3 separate regions of the Sus scrofa genome follow, and all the other regions are linked to region 1. A link is a contact called in public Hi-C and HiChIP or PLAC-seq data. All regions are on one chromosome and are shown on one strand. Each heading gives the region's core, a stretch centred on a gene start, on an enhancer-like site or on the middle of the called end of the contact. The rest is flanking DNA. Distances are from core to core; before and after follow the strand shown. Region 1 holds the start of NR3C2 (mineralocorticoid receptor). Region 2 holds the start of TMEM184C (transmembrane protein 184C). Region 3 holds the start of ARHGAP10 (rho GTPase-activating protein 10).

Evidence for each region. A called contact is a pair of places that touch in the nucleus more often than the background predicts. HiChIP or PLAC-seq counts read pairs in DNA pulled down with a chosen protein or histone mark.
Region 2: a contact with region 1 is called in a Hi-C map of skeletal muscle, with 5 times the contacts expected there. The contact joins the promoter of TMEM184C here to the promoter of NR3C2 in region 1. A contact is called at or near these places in 2 of 47 Hi-C or Micro-C datasets (heart right ventricle and skeletal muscle).
Region 3: an H3K27ac HiChIP or PLAC-seq map of alveolar macrophages shows a contact between it and region 1. The contact joins the promoter of ARHGAP10 here to the promoter of NR3C2 in region 1. A contact is called at or near these places in 1 of 5 promoter capture datasets (fetal skeletal muscle), 2 of 47 Hi-C or Micro-C datasets (embryonic fibroblasts and liver) and 2 of 2 datasets of contacts at active chromatin or transcription factors (alveolar macrophages and skeletal muscle).

The regions. Positions count from the first base shown.
Region 1 is chr8:80,301,763-80,304,824 of Sscrofa11.1, forward strand. It overlaps NR3C2 (mineralocorticoid receptor), which reads left to right and starts at 1,410. Exons shown (of 9, transcript XM_021100657.1): 1 at 1,410-1,835. It overlaps LOC110261980 (a long non-coding RNA gene), which reads right to left and starts at 2,497. Exons shown (of 3, transcript XR_002346407.1): 1 at 2,388-2,497.
Region 2 is chr8:81,138,964-81,142,025 of Sscrofa11.1, forward strand. It overlaps TMEM184C (transmembrane protein 184C), which reads right to left and starts at 1,502. Exons shown (of 10, transcript XM_021101527.1): 1 at 747-1,502. The coding sequence starts at 965. LOC110262145 (a long non-coding RNA gene) reads left to right here and starts at 1,578. Exons shown (of 3, transcript XR_002346744.1): 1 at 1,578-1,743.
Region 3 is chr8:81,022,955-81,026,016 of Sscrofa11.1, forward strand. It overlaps ARHGAP10 (rho GTPase-activating protein 10), which reads right to left and starts at 1,547. Exons shown (of 23, transcript XM_021100659.1): 1 at 1,116-1,547. The coding sequence starts at 1,269.

The sequences.
Region 1 (3,062 bases), core at 160-2,659:
CCTGCAAGCTATTTTAGTGTGAAAAAGTTTCAAAAGAATATGTTTAAAAGCTCAGTGTTATAAACCCAAACTATTTTGAAGCACAGAAGATTAAAATTTGAGATTGGACAAGAGAAAATGCAGGAAGAAATCTTCTAGATTTCTAAAATGTTGCAGTTATAATAACCCCACTTTACAACAGAGTCTGATCCCTGAGTGGTTGTCTGTAATGGAAATTACTGATTAAAAGAGTGGTGGAGAACCTATGTAAAGAATATTTGAAGAAAACAGTTTGATAAAGGGGAAAGGAATAATCAATGCCTAACTTATCAACTTTTGTAAACTGAATTTACATTATAAAGTTTACATTAAATGAAGGGTCTTTTTCTCTAACATTTAATTATGAAAATTACAAACATACAAAAAAAGTTGAAGGAATTTTGCAGTGAACACCTGTATACGTACCTAGATCCTGCCATGAATACTGTACCATAAACATGTTTTAATCACATATCTATCCATCCTTCCATTTATATCAATCAACGCCAACCATCTATTTTTGATGAATTTCAAAATTCAGTTTTTGCAATCAGTACACTTGTCAATGATGGTTCTTTTTAAAAGTTCGCTAGATATTTATTACGTTAATTTTGAAAATTTATCATTTAATTATTTTCTTGATTTCACCTAAAGCATAGTACCTTATGAACTTAAATTCTCTCCACATAAGGGAACAGGAGAAAGGTTGTTTTGCTAGAGGCCAAATGCCACCTCGAGCCACGGGGTAGTGCCAACGCTGTGTGGGTGACAACGCAATGGACAGCTCAAGGCTAGGATCGAGGGGGAACGTGGTTGAAGAGAGGCAGTGATTGTTTTAACAGCGCAGCTCCGTGATTAACACGGTTTTGTGTGGGACGGGATTAACAACTTTCACAGCTATTTAGAAAGAAAATGGGAAAGAACCAGCAAAGGGCAGGGGGAGGGGGTCAATAAAGTCTGTAGGAAAAAGAGTGTTAAGCCAGGAAAAGGGCATGTGTGGTCAGTTCAAGGGGTTTAACTGAGTCGTAAAGGACAGCAAGCAGGGGTCTGTAAACGGTAGTGATAGCCACAAGTTCCCCCCGCCCCAATCTTCCACTAAGTGTAAATGTAACGGTGAGGTAGAAAAGGCTGGGGCTGAAGCGTCTGTCACACACGTGAGTGCTCCTGAACACGCGCACACATGCACACTTTTGCTCCGATGGGGGTGATTTGTGTGGCCGGGGGGGGAGGGGGACGTGGGACTTCTCTGGAGCCAGGAGGCGCTTGCGGCTCCGCAGGGCAGCCGGAGCCTGAGAATCCCTGGATCGCGGGTCACCGCTCCGCCCTCCGCCCCCCGCCGCGCGCCCGCGCGCCGCCAGCCGCCCTCCTGGCTCCGTCGCCCCTTTCACTTTCGCGTCGGCGTAGGTGTCTGCCCGGGCCGCGGGGGCGCGCGGGGCGGCACGGGGGCGCGCGGCGCTCGGCGAGCGGAGATGGGAGGGGGCCTGGCTCCCAGCCCCTTCCTCGGCTCGCTTCGCGGAGCTGGCGGCGGCGGCTTCTGAGCCGCTGTCACCGCGAAGGGACCGGTGGCGGCCGCCGCTCCTCGCCGCTCTCCCCACACGCCCCCGCGCGCAGACACCCGGTCCTTCCTCGGCACCCCCCCACGGTGGGGGTGGGGCAGAGGCGCGGCGAGCGGGAGACCGAGGGGGGAGAGGAGCCGTCTCGCCGGGTGGGCAGCCAGGCGGCAGGAAAAGAAACTTTTCCCTCCCGCCCCCCGCGCGTGGTCCCTAGCTCGCGTCTACCCCAGCGGCTGGGAACTGCACCTGAGGCCGGGGCGCGAGGTCAGGGCCGGGCTTTGGGGAACCGGGGGGAGGGGTGTTGGGTGACGTGCATTGGGGTTCCGTTTGCCCTCGGCCTCCTTACAGCCAGGGGCCAGGGTGGGAGGGCGGCCATCGGCACCCCCAGCCCCTGTTTCCCGCAAGCCGGTGTCTGGATGCTTTGCTGCCTCCTCCCGCTGGTGAGGGTGTGACCCGAGAAGGGGGCTGCGGCGCCGCGGGCTCCCCCTGAAGCCGCCCCCTCAACACACACTCGCCCACACACACTTACACGCTCCGTAGCCGGAGCTGTCACCGGTCACCCCAGGCCCGGGGAGGGGGCGCGGAGAGCCTGCTGCGGGGAGACCGGCGCGGGGTCATCCCGCCGGACTTCCCGGCTCACAGAGCCACCGTCGTCACCGCCCGGAGGCCAGCAGCCTCGGGAGAGGGGCCCGCTAGAGCCGCGGCCGCCGCTGCTGGGGGCGGGCAGGCACCCGCGTCCTCCTCTGCGCTATTTGGCGCCGCCGCCTTGCCTCCTCCTGCGGGGTAACAACACTACTGCTCTATTGCTCTACCCACCGTCAGTAGGGCGACTGCCGGATTATCTTCCTCTCCATCCTTACTGCCAATCCGCTAATATTGGAGTTGCTGCTGGCGGCGGAGGCAGCAGGAGTGTGGCTGCCCCCACCCACCCCCCGCCCCGCGCCCCAGCCTCCCCACCATGTCCTAGAAAAGGTGAGTGCAGCGACAGTCACTTTGCGCTGACAGCGGTGGGAGGGGGCCCGGGAATCGCAAGGCGGCCCTGGGCAAGGCACGGTCTGCGCAGAGAGCGCGGGTTCGCAAACCGAGGTGGGCTGCGGGCAGGAGACTAGGTGCCCGCGCGGCTGCCTTCGGGCAGGGGTGCTGGGCAGCAGGCGAGCAATCGCGGCGGCTGTCCCTGCAAGATTCTAACCTAGATTTTGCAAGAAGCTGAGATCCAGGGCAAGACCAGCCCTCCGTAAGGGAGGTAAAAACTTAGTAAAAGAGGCACGTCCATTCCTTAAGTAATGAATAATTCGGCAGCGCAGGCGGAGACGCCGTCTCCTCGCGTGCCCAGGCGCTGGGTCTGAGACTCCCCCCTCGCTTCTGCCCGCCGCCTGCTTTCCGCCCCGAGTGCGATCGATGCCTGGCAGCTCGCTTGGCCGGGAGAGTGCGCAAAACTGAGGGCCCTACGGGAAAGTTGGGACACTTGCGAGGACTCCCGGCTGTGGGGCA
Region 2 (3,062 bases), core at 252-2,751, 840 kb after region 1:
ATTTAGTAAACATACAGAAAACAAACATACATTAAATATTTTGTTAATTATATAAAAATCATTTCCACACAAAAAGGCCTAAAATCGCCATGGTCTTGTCATAACTCTTGTAAAATAACTGTTTCTAAGTGAAAATACTCTTGGTTTTTATTAACTTCAAACTTAAAGTTTATTATAATTTTTATAAAGTTTCTTGGTTAAGTATTTACCTTGAGGTCTTTCAGCTTGTAGTACTTTACTGATGTCATAATAAGAATGTGACATCAAAACCTATACAAGGGACTTTTTGCAAAACCTTTGTTGGTTAAGAGTTAATTTCTAAAGTAAAAATAAATAACAAAGTTAAACCACTTCGAATTCTTTAATTCATGAAGCTAATTAAATGCTAATAAAATTCAACACCTGGTCTTTAAGGGAGATCTAGTTAAGTCCAATATTCAAGCAGATCAGATTTCAGGAATAAAGTTACCTTACTTTCAGGGAACTGATGAATGCATGCAAAACAGTACTCTCTGAAGTAGCTATCTTAATGTATCCTATTTTCTCGGGCCTGCTTCCACCAGTAACATGCTCTGAAAAGCCGTGACCAACCAGAAATCGGACAGGTCACGTCAAGGGTTCATTACGTGACATAGTTTTCAGAATGTCAAGTCTTGAGCATCCGGGGTGAAAAACGGCTGCCTTAGATAGGCAGGACAGTAGAAGATAGGGTGGGGGGGATGGTGCAGGATCCTCCTCTTTCTTACCTCCAGTTTCTGTAACTCCCACACGCATAGGGGAACCGCAACCACTATAGACACCAGGTAGATGACCACCGCTAAAGGTCGAATCCACTGCCTCCAGTTCCTCCAAGTACAAGTGCAAGGCATGTTTTCGCACAAATCAGCTCCGAGTAGCAAGGGAAAAGAGCTCGAAGGAGATGGTAATGGGGAGCCCTGTTCTCTGACTGTTTTGTCGACTCGCATACTACGGAAAAACAGTCGTGGGGCGACTTTACCAGCAGCTCGAACCGCCTCCTCGGCCCACACTGTGCTTTCTGCTGCTGCTGCCAAAAATTCGGCCTCTCAGGGGGCTACCGCGAAGCAGGGAGGGCAGCATTCTTTCTTCCCCACCCTGCATCTATCCAGTTCTTCCGCGGTGGAGTTCCCGACAGAGCCGCTGCCCTCACCTGGGGATCGCCCAGAGCTCAGCCTGTAGCATGGCCTGGAGGGGAGTAGAGCCGAGTAAGGACCCTGTAGTCAGTTCGGTTCTGGCCAGCGGCTGCCTGCCCGCTCGCTCTTTTCTTGAGCGGTGGAGTGCTCTCCCTCCCGCGCTGGCAGGCGTATCCTCGCCGGGTTCTGCTGATAGACAAGAGGTGATAACTCAAACCCGCTGGCCCCAGGATTGCCTCACTTGTTCCCACGGGACATTCCCCGCAAGGCGGAACCCAAGGCCAAACCAGGGCTTCCGCTTCCGCTCCCGCTGTCTGAGGTTGATAATTCGTCGACAGCGCCAAGATAGGCCCACCCCATCCGGCTCACTTCCCACTTTCTGATTGGTCATTTTTGGGGGGCGGGGCCGTAGGGTGGTGGCTCGAGGTCACGAGGCTGAAAGAAGAGGTAGTGTGTGGAGGTTGTGGAATTGCTGCCAGGTGGCCCTTTGGCTCAGGAGGATTCTGAAAGCTGTGCAAATCGTTAGAGAACACTTCAGGAACCCCATACTACAGTGTTCTGCTGACTATATTCCAGCTTTAAGAAAGCCTGGGTAAGAGGCCTTTACCTTAGAGCTGAACCTTTATCTGCACAAAAGAACTTGGATTCTTTCTGGAAGTGGACAGGGGAGTTAATAAGACAGAAAAATGGGAAAGGTCCGCCTAGTTTTGTGTTAGTTCCGAGAATCTAGGGGTAGAACCACTTAGTTATTTCAGGATCCTTTGGAAACATCGTTCTAGAGAGAGCTGGATTTTAGAAGCAATACTGAATAACCTTTCCACATTTGGAAATTGTTAAAAACAGGCATACATTTAAGTTTCAAAAGGTCGATATTACAATTGACAAAATAATGTGCTTAAAGCTTTTAGCCAAACCTATAGAGCAAACAAATGGCAAGTCAGATCTAAAGCCTTTCTAAACCAATAGAACAAATATCTACTTCTCAATTAGATACACAGAAATGTCCTAAATCTGTCATTTTCTGAGGGTCAGGCACTGTACTAAAATTCCAAAAGGTAGGCAGTTTTCCGTGTAACAGAAGAGAAGGCAGATTCAAGTGGTTAAGTAATTTGGGAAGCTCCTTGAGCTAGTTAGTGGTAGAGCTGGGGTTTTAACCTTGGTATCTGATTTGAGCTGTGTTGCTAAGCATTTGGCCTGTCAGCCCCTGCCACCTGAGAATTTCTGACATGACCATATATGGACAAGAAGGCCTACAGCATTGAATATACCCAGCCTGGGATTCTCACAGAGGCACTGAGGGAAAGTAGTCTTCCCCAGCAGTACCTATCCCTAAGTCTGGAGCTTGATGACATCTGCATTTTACAACCCAGCCTCTTAATACAAACTGCCTTCTTAAAGGGAAATAGGCCTTTTGTTTGTTCTTCCTAAGCTAACCTACAAAATTGAAATAGTTATTTTAAAATTTTCTGTTCATTAAATTAATGCATTGTTAAGTTTTGGAAAAAAGGAAAAGAAAATACTCTTTACTCTACAACCAAGTATAAGAACTACTTACTTTTTTGGTATACTGTGTAGTCTTGGATATACTTCATACATAAATTGTGTCTGTGCTTTCAGCCATAGTCATTGTCGTCTATAATAATCTTCCCCATTCTTTCTCATGGGCAAATCTTTTTCACGTGATTTGTGAAATCTTCCTTGATTCCCGGCCCCCCTCCCCACCCTGGCCGTATCCTTATAGCGTTCACGTTGTGTTATAATCATTTACTTATTTGTCTTTTAAATTGAGTTTCTAGGAGCAAGCTAAGGTTCTAGAACTTTTGGAATAAACCAAGAGAGAGAAGGGACCAGAATGTCATATGCACAGTGTGTGACTTGGGTTTCATCCATGGTAAAATTTCTGCAGATCAG
Region 3 (3,062 bases), core at 297-2,796, 720 kb after region 1:
TTTCTTTTCTTTTCTCTTTTTTTCTCTTTTTTGGCCGCCCAGTGACCTACGGAGTTCCCAGCACCATTTGCGACCTAATTGCAAACCCAAATCCTTTAACCCACTATGCTGGGCCAGGGATCCGAAACTGTGTTCTGGTGCTGCAGAGACGCCACAGACACCGTTGCGCCATAGCAGGAACTCCGAGTAGGTCTTTTTAAGACGGAAGAAGGGGGACTGATCCCTCAGAACCGGCTATGGGTTACAGGTGCGGTCAGGCTGCCCAGCGCCTCACTCAAGTTAATGCCTCCCCATTTCCAGCCGCATCACCAACTCTGTTGGAGCGCGAATTTCAGGCCACCTCTCTCCTAGAAAAGCTCTTTTCGGATAATGTAGGTACATCTTAGCCCTCCTGGCCACTTCTGAGTTGTTCAAAAGAGAGAGAGGAGAAGAGAAAAGCAGCAAGCTGGCCGGGGTGGAATTCCCTATTTGCAGGCAGTGCTGGCTCCGGCCAGAGGGCAGGCTGTCTGCTCAGCCTCACAGCCCCAATCTTTGAACCCTTCTCAGCGCAGGAGGAGGGAAGGAATGCGCGGAAGGCAGCCACAACGCCAGGTGGACTTTCTGGTTTAGCTCAGTAAGGGACCCAGGCTGAGACTGTTGGAGGAGATCTGCAAATGGCACGGAAAGTGTACGGTTTAAGGGACTTGTGAACAATTCAACACCCAGCAGGTTTTCAAAGAATCCCCAGGCAAGTTCTTGGGAGAGGTCACAAGCCAAGAAACTCACGTTTCTGTTTCGGGCCAGACAGTGAGCAGCTCTAGGGGGCAACAGAACTTGCCCGCGGGCGGGTCCGGCGGGGAAAGCAGGCGCCGGAGCCCCGGGGCTGGCGGGCGGCGCGCTCGGACGCACAGCTCCCGGCTTCAGCCGCTGCGCAGGCGAGCAGGGCAGGAAAGGGGACTCGCCCTCGGCTGCCCGGAGAGCCCGGAAGGAACGATCCCGGGGCCTCCCGGTCCCCAATGAGTCTCCCGATCCTCCGGCAGCCGGCCCTCCGGCACGGGACTGTCGGTCTCCCTCCGGGAGAGGCTCCTCCTAACCACGCCGCGCCGCAGCCCGCCCGCGCCCGGGTTCCCTCTTACTTTTGGTCGCCGCGATGAGGTTCTTCCCGTCCTTGATGAGCTCTTTGATGAACTTGTTGGTCCTCTCCAGCTCTGCTTCGTGGGCGCGGATCCTCTCCCGGAACCACGGGCTGTCGAGGTAGCAGTCGCTGAACTCCAAAGGCTGCAGCCCCATGACGGCGGCGGTCCGCGCGCACAGCCAGCCGCCCGATCGCCCGCTCGCCGAGCGCACAGCCCAAGCCGGGCTCCGGGGCCACCACCAGGTGCGGGGCCGAGCGCGCAGGAAGCGCGGGAGAAGCTAGCAGTCCCGGGCGCGCGGCGAGAGCAGCGCCGGCATGTCCCGCGGAGGTGAGGCCGGCCGCACTGAGCTGCACCGCCGAGGGGAGCGAGAACCGGGCGCCGGGATCCCGGCAGCCTCTGCCAAAGCTCCGGCGCCGCGGCCCCGCCCCGCTCGGCCCCGCGCTGCACGCCCTCCCGGAGGCGCGAGCCCGCCCCGCCCGGGCGCCTCCCGGCCCGCCCCTCTCCGCGCTGGCCGAGCGCCCTCTTCTTTTTCCTCCGCCACCTTCTTCCTCCTCTCCCTTCCTTCCCTTCCTTCCCCACGACACTTCTTCCTACTCTTCCCCACGCGCAGTGGCCCCTCCTCTTCCTTCCGAGGCTCCCTCGGTTTAGAATTTCGCCCCGCGGCTCTCCTCCAGACCCGGGCGCCACGCCTTTTCTTCGGCCCCCCTCTTCGGGGTGACTCACTATCTGCTCCCCCCGATGCAGCTTGACCCAGACCGGGAAGGGACGTCTTCAGAGCATCTCTAATCCCGCTACCCGGCGACTTAACTCAGAGGTCCGGCTTGCTAGAGGACACAAATGAGTCCGATATCCCATCCATCCTGGAGTGGACCCTGAGTTGTGAACGGCTCTCTATTTCCCATTCTCCGTCCCCATCTAAAGTAAAATGCCTGCTAAATCTCCGCTTTAGATTGAAAGCTAAGGGCGGGGAGCTGCTCTTACACTCGTCTATGTCACCACACTGACGACTTAGGGGGAAGGAGAGGGTGTCTAAATCGTGTAAGAATTGTTTCTCTTGTATTCAGCGGATTAAATTCGCTTGAATAAGTAGAGTCGATCTTTATTATTCTAAAAATAACCACTGGAACGAAGATGCCAGGTTCGGGGTAGTTTTCAGGAGGTCGGGGATGATGGTCAAATGAGAATTTGTCAATGCCCCTAGAAAAGGATATTATTCCCTTTGTCCTAAAACAACTCAAATGTGTCCCCCAAATGTTGAGACATTTTAAATTATTGAAATCCTTACCTGAAAGAAACCAATTTTTCATTAGATTAACTTTTAATAAAAGCAGCTAACAGTTTATTAAGCAATTATTATGTGCCAGGCACACACTAGTGACTCCACATACATTTTTCTACAGGCTCACAACATATGTTTACATACATAGGTCCCCTAATGATGTTAATAGTACCGAGAGACCTCAAAGTGATTCTTTAAAAGGTTCAGACTGGGAACTGGGTAATTGAGCCTCTGGACAGCTTGTGCTAGGAGTGTAACCCTCAGGAAAAAGTTAACTAAGCCTCCTACTCGATAAGCTCTTTTGTTACAAAACAGCTCTGTGAGTGGCTAACCTACAGATAAACAGATAAACATTATTGCTTTTAATGTCCATCCTCTGGAGAGTTCAAAATGTTTTACTAATAATTTTTATGGTTGAAAAGCTTGGTTCCTGCTAAAAATCAGCAGGGGACTGGAGTCTACGGAGGAGAAAATATAAGAGGCAAATAAAAGGGTGAATGTAACAGTGAGGGCCTTGCAAAACCGCCAGACCCTGACAAGCAGAGAATCCTCCAAGCAAAATCCTAATCGTTCCTCGTAAAGTGGGGCTGCTGACACTTCCCAGAAGTGTTCAACATGAACTTAATATATGAACCAGCAACTCCACCCCCTAGGCATAGACCCAAGAG